Regions from separate parts of the Mus musculus genome. Here region 1 is linked to region 2. Evidence: chromatin contacts called from public Hi-C data. All regions are on one chromosome and are shown on one strand. The core of a region is the stretch at or near the end of the contact, and the rest is flanking DNA. Distances in the headings are between cores, read along the strand shown.

The links. Hi-C and Micro-C count contacts between places; a contact is called where the count stands out from the background.
Region 1: a contact with region 2 is called in a Hi-C map of the N1E-115 cell line, with 11 times the contacts expected there. The contact joins two enhancer-like sites. A contact is called at or near these places in 7 of 484 Hi-C or Micro-C datasets (the C2C12 cell line, the HL-1 cell line, the N1E-115 cell line and 3 more) and 4 of 115 datasets of contacts at active chromatin or transcription factors (VIP interneurons, fibro-adipogenic progenitors, heart atrium and 1 more).

What each region holds. Positions count from the first base shown.
Region 1 is chr11:44,158,256-44,163,674 of GRCm38.p6, forward strand. No RefSeq gene overlaps it. Among named protein-coding and RNA genes, the nearest start is that of Gm12153, 200 kb to the left of the region's middle. Within about 2 kb of position 3,901, at least 8 of the 459 cell types and tissues checked have an H3K27ac peak or open chromatin away from gene starts, as enhancers often do. A contact at or near this core is called in the N1E-115 cell line, where this site is marked.
Region 2 is chr11:43,916,719-43,921,514 of GRCm38.p6, forward strand. No RefSeq gene overlaps it. Among named protein-coding and RNA genes, the nearest start is that of Gm12153, 40 kb to the right of the region's middle. Within about 2 kb of position 3,378, at least 55 of the 459 cell types and tissues checked have an H3K27ac peak or open chromatin away from gene starts, as enhancers often do. A contact at or near this core is called in the N1E-115 cell line, where this site is marked.

The sequences.
Region 1 (5,419 bases), core at 2,651-5,150, 240 kb after region 2:
ACTGCCACCAGAAGGTAGCACCAATATTTAGAGCAGATCTTCTTTCAAATAATTTGATCAGAAAGTCCCTAACAAAAGTTCTGGTGGCTTGTATCCTGATTGATTCCAGATCTAGTCAAGTTGCCAACAAAGATTACTCATCACAGCTCCTGTGTTAGCTGTCTGTCACGTGATAAAAACTACTACAAAGCCCAGCTTTAAGTAGGAAAGACGCTTTTGATTCAGGATTTCAGAGCACTTAGCCGTTGGGCCCCTGGCACCATCACTGTGGTCTGATGGGAGGCAGATCACCCTGGACGGAGAGGTTCTGAACAAATTCTATCCTTAAAGACATGTCTCTGGTGACTACTTCCGCCTCCCAAGCCCCTCTTCTGGTAGTTTCCACTACCTCACAATGTCCATTCAGCTATACATCCATCAATGAATAAACCCATTAAGGACATCAGAGCCCTTGAGACCCAGTCTCCTTTGAACACCACTGTATATCAGGATTTCAACACGTGAGCTGTTTGAGGATAATTCATATCCAAATTATGACTCTTTTCGTGTCCTTGGGCATTTAAGTTGTCTAAGAATTGGCTTGATTCACTGTGCTAGGTTAGAATCTAATTTGTACTTTGTCTCCTCTACATTTCTTTATTTTAGGGTTAACGCTCAACGCTAAGTGATTACCTAGGGCGTAAGTGTGGTTAAGGGCAATGGATTTAAGTGACTGACAGAAGTTTTCAGACAGAAGCCTCCTGTGTTCTTCAGGGTTTGTAAAGATCTTTGTCACTTTCTTTGTCAAAATGAGTCACATAGTTAACCCCAAATGAGGGAGTGCAGATGTATATATACCTCACAATTGCAACCAACACCAGAAAATATGTGTCAGAAGTTATGGGTGTATAATGCTTCTGTCAAAGGAATAAAGGGTTGGAAACAATAATCTAATATAGCACAACAATAATTCGTATGGTGCATTAGTCATTGTCCTTTATAGGACCCATTGTATTTTGTACTCTTCTAGTAGGCTGTGACTAGGTTTCTCTCCTTAGGCCTATAGATGACATCACTGTTTGTTACATCAGTAGATGACCAATAAGTACTTTCTCAATGAACACATGAATGAATACAAAAGTCAGGTATTGTGGATGTACATTCAATAAATTATTTAAACCTCAGTCCAGGTGTGGAGACCCATTCCTGTAATCAGGGCCTTTGGGAGGCTGAAGCAAGAGAATCATGAGTTTGAAGCCAGCCTGGGCTACAAAGAAAAATCCTGTCTCAAAAAGAACTAAAATAAATAAGTAAAATGAATCCTTTCATTCTCGGGATGAGATAATACACTGGAGCATCTTCTGTAGGAAAATCGATACAGCAATAGAAGAGAAAACCATCATGGCAGGCAGGGCCTCATTTTGAAACACTCTGTATTCAAAGCACTTTAGCCATGCATTCAGGATAAAGATATTAAGTTCCGTGTGCCAGGGACAAGGATAAGTAAATAAGACAGATGCAATTAATCTCCTCACCAAGCTAGTGAGTAAGAGAGAGAAGCAGGAAATCACTGCTCTGCAGGATGAGCACCATACTTGTGGAAGTGCAGGTCACTTAAGCAATCCTGGGAGATCAGCAAAGGTTTACTGTCCAGCGAGTTAACCAGGACTTCATCAGAAGGAAACGTGTGAAATGAGGAGCTCATTTGTAGATAATTGTGAAGCTGGGTCTTAGGTTCAGTTAGCTGGGTAGATGGTAATTTGATGGAATTTGTTTAAAAAAGTACAGAAAAAAAGTATATTTTGGAGGGAGAGAATTGTGGGGTAGGGAATAGGAGTTTATTTCGGGATGTTGACAGATTGGCACTAACTCCTGAAGATGATATCCAAATGGCAGTTATATCCGAGAGTCTAGATTTCAGGAGAGACACGAACTGAGAGATAAATTTGTGATTCAACCATATGTATGTGTATGGTATAATAAAGGAAATATATAGTCTTTGCCCCAATTTCCAGAACATAGCTTCTAGAACCTTGGAGTCTCCTGAGTGATGAAATGTCTTTATTATTCTACATAAATAACTCATGGTAGCTTCCAGGTAGTTTTAGGGTAGGGACTGGTCACCAAACAAAGACCAGGTACATCACCAGGGATGTACCTAAACTTTGAACTAGATAGCTAAGCCTTCAGCGAAAAGAGGGGCTGGAGACAGTTCAGTCACAACGCTAAGGATTTAACTAACAGTATCTGTATAATAGCAGACCAGAAAGAAAAAAAAAACTGTTATACTTGAGAGTTAAGAGTTTGCTGATTAGTGGATGCATGGATGCATTAGGAAAGTGATGTGCCTGGATTCCACGAAGAAAGGGCTTTGTCAACTTGACATAAATCTAGACTCATCTGGGAAGAGGGAGTCACAACTGAGGACATGCCTCTCTCACTTTGAACCATAGCCAAGTCTGATGAGGTAACACAAGGGCATCTTCTTGATTACTGATTAGGTGGGAAAATCCAGCTTACTAGGGGCATTACAGTCCCTGGGCAAGTGGTCCTGGCAAGTAGCTGGACATGAACCCAAGGAGCAAGCCAGTAATCAACGTTCTTCCTTATGTACAAGCAAGAGTTCTCTGCTTCAGTTCCTACCTTCGGATGCCTGTCATCCTCTGATTGGCTTCCCCTAATAATGGACTATAAGCAAACTTACAAAACTAGACCAAAAACAAAGAAACTGATCATTCTTTCTATTTAAATCTTCTGTCTAGCTGCTCTTCAAGTGCATCTGTTATAATTAAGCTGTGATCATGAACAATGTAGCCCTTTCAGAAAATTCTGAGGGCCTGACAAATTATTAACTCTGAAGAGACTATGAGACCTTCTTAATTTGTAATTAGTCTTTTAGTCATGTGGGTTCTCCCTGGGATTTGGGGCTGGTATCTGAGTAGGGCAATCTTGTGAAGACTCTGCCTTTAACCCATGTGGTCATCAAATTTTGTAAGCAAGAGGCAGAGATGACAGGAAAAACAGCTATGAGTAATTTGAGAATTCAGACTGTTCATTGCTTAGCACAGTGTATGGAAATTCTCTGATGGGTCTGACTTAATTCAAGTGCCTGTCAGTGGACCAATCAATCATCATTTGGATGAAAGTGGAGATGGTACTCAGTCAACACGGACCCAGCAGCAGTAGCAACCTGGGCTAAGTCCTACTTTGTAGAGCTTTCCCCATTACCTTGTGGATGGGATGAGACTGTGGACGTCAGTCCTTGGAGAAGCACAGTTTAAAAGTGGACGTTGGACAGCTGCATGTGAGCCAGTCAAGCCTACAGAAAAACAAGCCCAATATTGCTTCAGAAGAATCCATTTGGTGCCGGGCTTCTTCCAAACCTGTTCAAATGGGAAGCGTGCCCTGCTTGTCTAGGACAGGCCTCCCCCCTAGACTGAGAACACCCTCCCCTCCCATTCCTGGATCAGGTGACTTGAAATTAACTCTCTCTCTTGTACATGTGCACTCTTTCCATCTCTCTTAGTATCATGAATCTGCGCCCAAGCATCTGTAACAGTTACTTTTCTTGTTGCTGAGATGAAATCCCTTAATAATACTGCTAAACGAAGAAAGGTTTAGTTTGGCTCGTGGGTTGAAGGCACTTTCCATTATTTTGAGGAAGGCGAGGCACCAGGAGTGTGTGACAGCTAGTCACATCATATATGCAGTCAGGAAGTGACAGAGACATTAACTCTGGTTTCCGGCTCACTTTCTCCTTGTTATTTAGTCTGAGACCCCAGCTCACTGGCATTGTGCCACCCATGTTCAGAGTGAGGTTTTTCATCTTCAGTTAAACCTTTCAGGAAACACTTCTATGAACATGCCCAGAGAAGTGTTTCTAAATCTGATCAAGTTGACAGTGAAGATTACTCATCACAGGCATTCAGTCCAGCTTCCAGAGTAGACATTAACAAAATGTCACTCTCCCTGTAAGGCTCCTTTATATAGACCATCCATTAACCCCTGTCCATTTGCAGTCATACGTCAGGAAGTATATTCCACTGTGTTCATTTCTGTACAGCTGTGAGCATTTCCTTACTTTGTGCAGGATGAAGCCAACATGCAGGGGCATGTGGGCATGAGAACTAAACAGAGCACCAATACTACTGAAGTACTGGCCTCCGTGCACCTGTGACCCTTTCCTTCCCCATCACGTGATGCTCATTCTTGTGTTCTGGGTCTGCTGCATCTCCTTCTGCTTTAGCAACTTGGGGAATGGTATCTATCCCTTGCTACAGGAATAATTAACCAATGCTGCTTTACGAACGCTTGCAGTTCTAAACAAAGACCAGAGAGCTAATGGATACTTGGCTGATTGCCTCCTCAACACGTATTGACTCCAGTCTTGCTGAGGGATGCCATCCTGGGAAAGTATTGACTGCCATAGATTCCAACCAGGAGATGTAACCATAGGTAATTCACACTTGCAGTACTTGTGAAAGCCATGTCCAGCAACTGGCAGGGGAGAAAAAAATGAAAACAACTGAAGGGTCCCTCTGTTGGGAGGGGGAAAGACAGATGCAAAGACCAACCATCGCTTTACCCTAAGATGACACTTCAAAGTCTGGCATGGGGCAGTAGCTTGGGGAATAGTACTCTGGACAAGGACCAGAATCCATGGATCTTTATCCTAGATGCACTGGTTTGAGGATGGCCATGAGCCTTGTGCTTTCTCTTCTATAAAGAAAGAAGTGAAGGGAGAAAATGACCAACCTTTTTTTTTAAGGTGGAAAAAAATAAAACAAAACAAAACAAATCCTCCCCTTTATTGTTCCTTTCCAATGTTCACAGCCTCGTATAACCCATAGAAAATCTAACCATCAAAGTAATAATCGTTTTATATAGCAGGGACTTACTTGGGGATGTGAATGGGCCTATAAGCTTTGCTGTTGTAAATGAGTTTGGCACCCCTATAAAAGAAGTCCCAGAATGGGGCTGGAGATGGAGCTCAGTCCGTAGAGCTCTTGCCAGCAATACACAAAGTCCTTGGCTCTATCTATACTCTGTGCTGCATTAATCACGTGTGCTGTACATCTGTAATGCTAGCTCCTTGGACTTGGAAGAGGTAGGAAGATAAGTTCAAGGTCATTTTCTGCTACATAATGAGTTTGAGACAGTCTGGGTAACATGTAAAACTCTCTCTCTCTCTCTCTCTCTCTCTCTCTCTCTCTCTCTCTCTCTCTCTCTCTCCCTCTAAATTCCAGAAGCTGTCTTGTCCTCCCCTATGAGATGAAACACAGAAGGGCCACTGATGAGGAATAAGACACTGAATACACCAATACCTTGAACTTAAACTGTTCTGCCTACCAAATTATGAGTAATAAAGTCTATCCTATACATGTTATCCAGTTTAAAATATTTTGCTAAAATGATCCAAACGGATCCACATGATGAAATA
Region 2 (4,796 bases), core at 2,128-4,627:
GCTGCCTAGGTGTGATGCAGCTTTTCTTCCACCATCAACTGTCCTGTTTTTGGTCAGGAGACAGAAGGCACAGTTGTGGGAGGTGGCTTCCAAGGCGACTGTCTAAGAAGAATGGTAGGGGTCACGCTTCCTCTGAGCATCCCTTCCAAATGGGCCTAGCTCTTGGAGATAGATACTGGCAAAACATGGCTACCTTTCTTCCAGGATTGGACCATAGTTTTGCAATGTCTTGGATCTCAGGTGATGCGTCTGGCTCACATCTAAGTGCAGTGAAGAAGTTTTCCTTGCTACTGGATTTATGCAGCAGGTACCCTCACTTGCTGAACTATCCTGCTGGCACCCTATATTTTGGATCTTATTATCCTTAAAGGTCTATATGTTAACAGTCTGGCCTGCAGCTTGGTTCCCCCTGAGAGGTGGTAGAACCTTTAAAAACATGTTTGGGGTAGGTATTTGGTCAGTGGGTTATCATTGAAAGGGATTGTGGAGCCCTGGTCTCCTCTTTCTCTTTCTTTTGTACAGAGCTGTAAGACCTCTAGGTCTCTTCCATCCAATGCTACCACAGGCAGCAACAGGGCCAAGCTCTCTTGAACTGAAACTTTCAAAACTGTGAGCCCAAATAAAGCTTCCTTATTTAGGTTCTTACCTCTGGCATCTCATTACAGTAACAGAAAGCTGGCTAACGGGATGGTTAAGAGAGAGGATACCATTTCCAAATTAATGATGCTTTCCCCTGTTTACTTGCTCCAGTCTCTGCCTTTTCTTGTCTGAAAAAAAAAATAAATGGCAATCATAATACTTGCCTGTTTGGCTTTTTGAGAGACTTACCTGAGAAGACAGGTGCTAAGTGCTGGGGCCAGGGCCTGGCTCAGGTAAATATTAAGCAGCTGCCTGGAATACACATGTGGGAATATCACACTGAAAATTTTAATGATTTTCTTGGGAGTAAATGCAGTGTGAACACAGAACCCTTCTGTTCAGGATTTCATGGATTCTCCACAACCTTTATTTTTCTCCCTCCTTTATTTATTGTGATTTGTATTTATGTGAACCAACTTGAATGTCAATGAAAACCAATAGGATGAAGTCTCTTGGTATTACTGATCCCAGGCAAGTAAGTGCAGCGGGGAGGGGGAGGGGTCTCCCCTTCGCTCTAGATGGAACAAAGACCTTTTCTACCTGTGTATTATAAGAGAAGGAATGGATGGCACAAAACCAGAACACTGACCTGAAGACAGAAGAGTTGCATCAGAGGCAGTAATTGCCCAATAATTAATAATCCAGACTAATTACGATCTATGCTCAACAAGCGCTCAGAGATGTGGAATGCAGGCTTCTGTATTGGACAGTTCCAGTGTGTCCTGAACCAGTTACAACTCTGTGGGGTTTAGTTTCTGAATTTTTACAGTGCAGAGGTTGATTGATTTTATTATTATTATTATTATTATTATTATTATTATTAAGAAAAAATCCTTTTGTCAAGTAAAGTCCCAAGCCGTCCTGTATGAGAACAAACAGGAATGACAGGAACAAGAAGCAAAGCATATTAGAAGCACTGCAGCCATCCTGGGTGGCTTGTAACTCTCCAAAAGAGAGAGAGAGGTCCTCATGGCTGCTTCTAAGAGCTTATGGCAGGCCTTCAAAAATAGTGTGTGTGTGTGTGTGTGTGTATGTGTGTGTGAGTGTGCATGCAAGTGTGTGTGTGTGTGTGTGTGTGTATGTATATGTTTGTGTGTGCATGTGCATGTGTGTGTGTGTACATTTATGTGTGTGAGAGAGTGTTTGTCATATTGAGGATTCAAAGTTGACCTCAGATGTTTTTCTAAGTCATCTTATTCTTTTAAAGGTTTATTTTATTTATTCGTTTTTTACATTATTATTAAAAACCTTGGAAGTAAATAAATATATCACACACCAAAATTAACCAGAAAATTAAAAAATTGCATGTATGTATGTATGTATGTATGTATGCATGTATGTGCATTTATATGTGTGTGCGTGTGTGTGATATATGACTATGGTGCTTCTGGTGCCAGAAAAGGGTGTCAGATTCCTTGGAGCCGGAGTGATTGGCAGTTGTGGGCCAGATGGTGTTGGTGCTGAGAACCAAACCCAGGTCCTCGGCAGGAACAACATGTACTCTTAACTACTGAGCCATCTCTCCAGGTCCCGTTCTAAATAGTTTTGATTAGGTGGAAGCTCTACTTTTAATCATCTAGAATATTCCATATCTCCATAAGAAAGAGCCTAGGCCTAAGCTTGACTTCTTAGGTTGCTGTAGAAGTGAACATCTTATCTGTCATTTTAGACTTTCTCTGAGATAAGCTTTGTAGTTAGCATCTTGCAGACACATTAGTCCTAGCAACCTTTCTGGAAAGTGGCCATGATTATTTCCATTTTCTCATGATAGAAGCTGAGACTTAGAGAGGTTAAGTGGCCCAAAGTGACATAGCTCTGGTGATGGCCCACGTTCTTTATCATTTATCTAGCCTCTGACTGATGATGCTAAGGCCAGAGGGATTTAATCTGCGGCTGGCTTTTATTGCCTTGCTCCCTGCTGAAAACCAGAGAGTCTGTGATTGTTTAGAAGGGGTTGCCAGATGTATATTTTGTTAAAAGATCATGGAAACTCACATGCCATGCACATAAATAATTTACACCCTGGATGCACTTGTGCCTTTATGAGCCTTCCTTTCCAACATGGAAGCCCAGGAAAAATCATTACAGGTGGACCTTGGAGACAGATGATCTGTTGAGTTTCGTAGATGATCCAGATGTCCTTGGGCCAGGTGGGGAATATTGCTTTCTCTTTTGGTTTCAATCAGCTCTCTTCTCTTACTGGCCAAATTCCCGAGTTTATCCCCACTAGGTCATCCGACCAACTAGGTTGGAGTCAAGCTTTGGATGAGCCAGACACCTGTTACTCAGGGTGACTCAAGGCAAGGCTAAGCTAACAGCTGTCTTGACAGTTCAGTGATGCAGATGGCCCAGGAAACAAACTGGCCCCAAACTGTCCCTCTGACTCACCAGCTTCTGCGTGACTGGACTCTCTTGTTCTTCTCTCTCCTGCCTGGACTGATTTTCTGTTTACAAAGCACTTTAAAATCCGTTCTCTTACTCACCTCCCACCCCACCCCTATTACCCCTGGTAACTCTGTACTCCCGGTCTCTGTCTCCAGATGCAGAAACTGCATCCATGTGGAATTCACGATTGGTCCCAAATCGCAGAGTTCCTAATTAGGAGAGCAATGACTCAAATACAGACTTTCTGTCTCCAAGTGACATATCCCAACTCTGACTCAGACAAAGTGATTTGAAATTCTCTACCTTCCTCCTCTCCCAGTCTGACCCCGACTTCATCAGCCTCAGCTTGCTCATCTGAGGCTGAGCATTTCTGCTATAGAGCCTGGGTATCATTCCTTAGAGGACAGACGGCGTGACATCTATATGAGCCTTCAAGTCTGTCCTTCCACTGTGTCATTAGGTCACTGACATTTACTGTCTACTGTGTACTTGACACTGAGTTTAAGCCTAGACTAAAAGGAGGGATGAGCATTCACATGGCTTACTCATCGGGCTGGGGAAGCTTGCTTGATTTCCTCTCTTCTTTGTTGTTGGCTTCTTCTCCTTTTTTTAGTCTTAAAATCTTATTTGTCCTACCTCAAAGAAAAAAAAAAACAAAGACAAAATCTGAAACAAACAAAACACACTCTCAAGCAGAGAGGAGGACTTGGGTGGACAAAGTCAGATCTACAGCTATTGGGAGGAACAGACTGGAGTGTCAAGTGTGGAGTCAAAGCACAGGCTTGGTGATGGGACAGGGTACAGAGCCCCTGCAGGATGCAGATGCATAAATAGGCTCCTGTGTCATCATCATTGTCGTCATCTTCTCCTCCTCCTCTTTCTTCCTCTTCTTCCTCTTCTTCTCTTCTTCTCCCCCTCTTCCTCCTCCTCTTCTTCTTCCTCTACTCCTCCTCCCCATCCGCTTCACCTCCTTCTCCCCATCCTCTCCTCTCCCCCATCCTTCTCCTACTCCTTCTTTTTCCTCTCCTTCTCTTGATTTTTTGATTCAGAGTCTTAGGTAGCCCAGACCATTCTCCAACTTACTATGCAGCTGAGGATAAATCTTGAACATCTGATCTTCCTGCCTCTACTTCCCCAATTGGGATTCCAGTCTTGTACCATCACACCTGATTTATGTAGTAGTTAGGGTACTTTGTACATGCTAGGCAAGTATTCTGTCATTGGAGTCACACTGCTAGCGTTGGGAAATTTGATGATACATCTGAATCACAAGGAAACAGGTGATGGGGGCTGAGTACCTCTGAGAGATGAGCACCATCTCTTGATTCCCAGATGTCCCTAGAGGCCTATTCCTCTTACTCCAAAATCTGCCTGGTTGCTGAAGATGTGCACATTTGAGATTCTCATGCACAGTGCTCCAGCCTGGCTATACCTGCATTTCCTGGAGCTTGTACTCCCAAGTAGAGTTATTTTCTCCTCAAATTCTTCTCTTTTCCATGGTCCCTGGTCTCCCTACAGGGATGGATACTATAGAGGTTGCAAATGGGCAGTGCAGGAGACTGTCCACTCATACTATAAAGCATTCAGCTTTGTGCTCAGTTCCCAGAGTGATTGGCCAAGAAAATCTGGGAATTGAAAGATCTCCAAGGTGGGTAGAGTGGTCCATGTCTTTAATTTCAACACTTCAGAGACAGAGGTGGGCAGATCTCTGTATGTTCAAGGCCAGACTGGTTTACATAGCAAGTTCCAAGATAGCCGGGGCTATGCAGTAA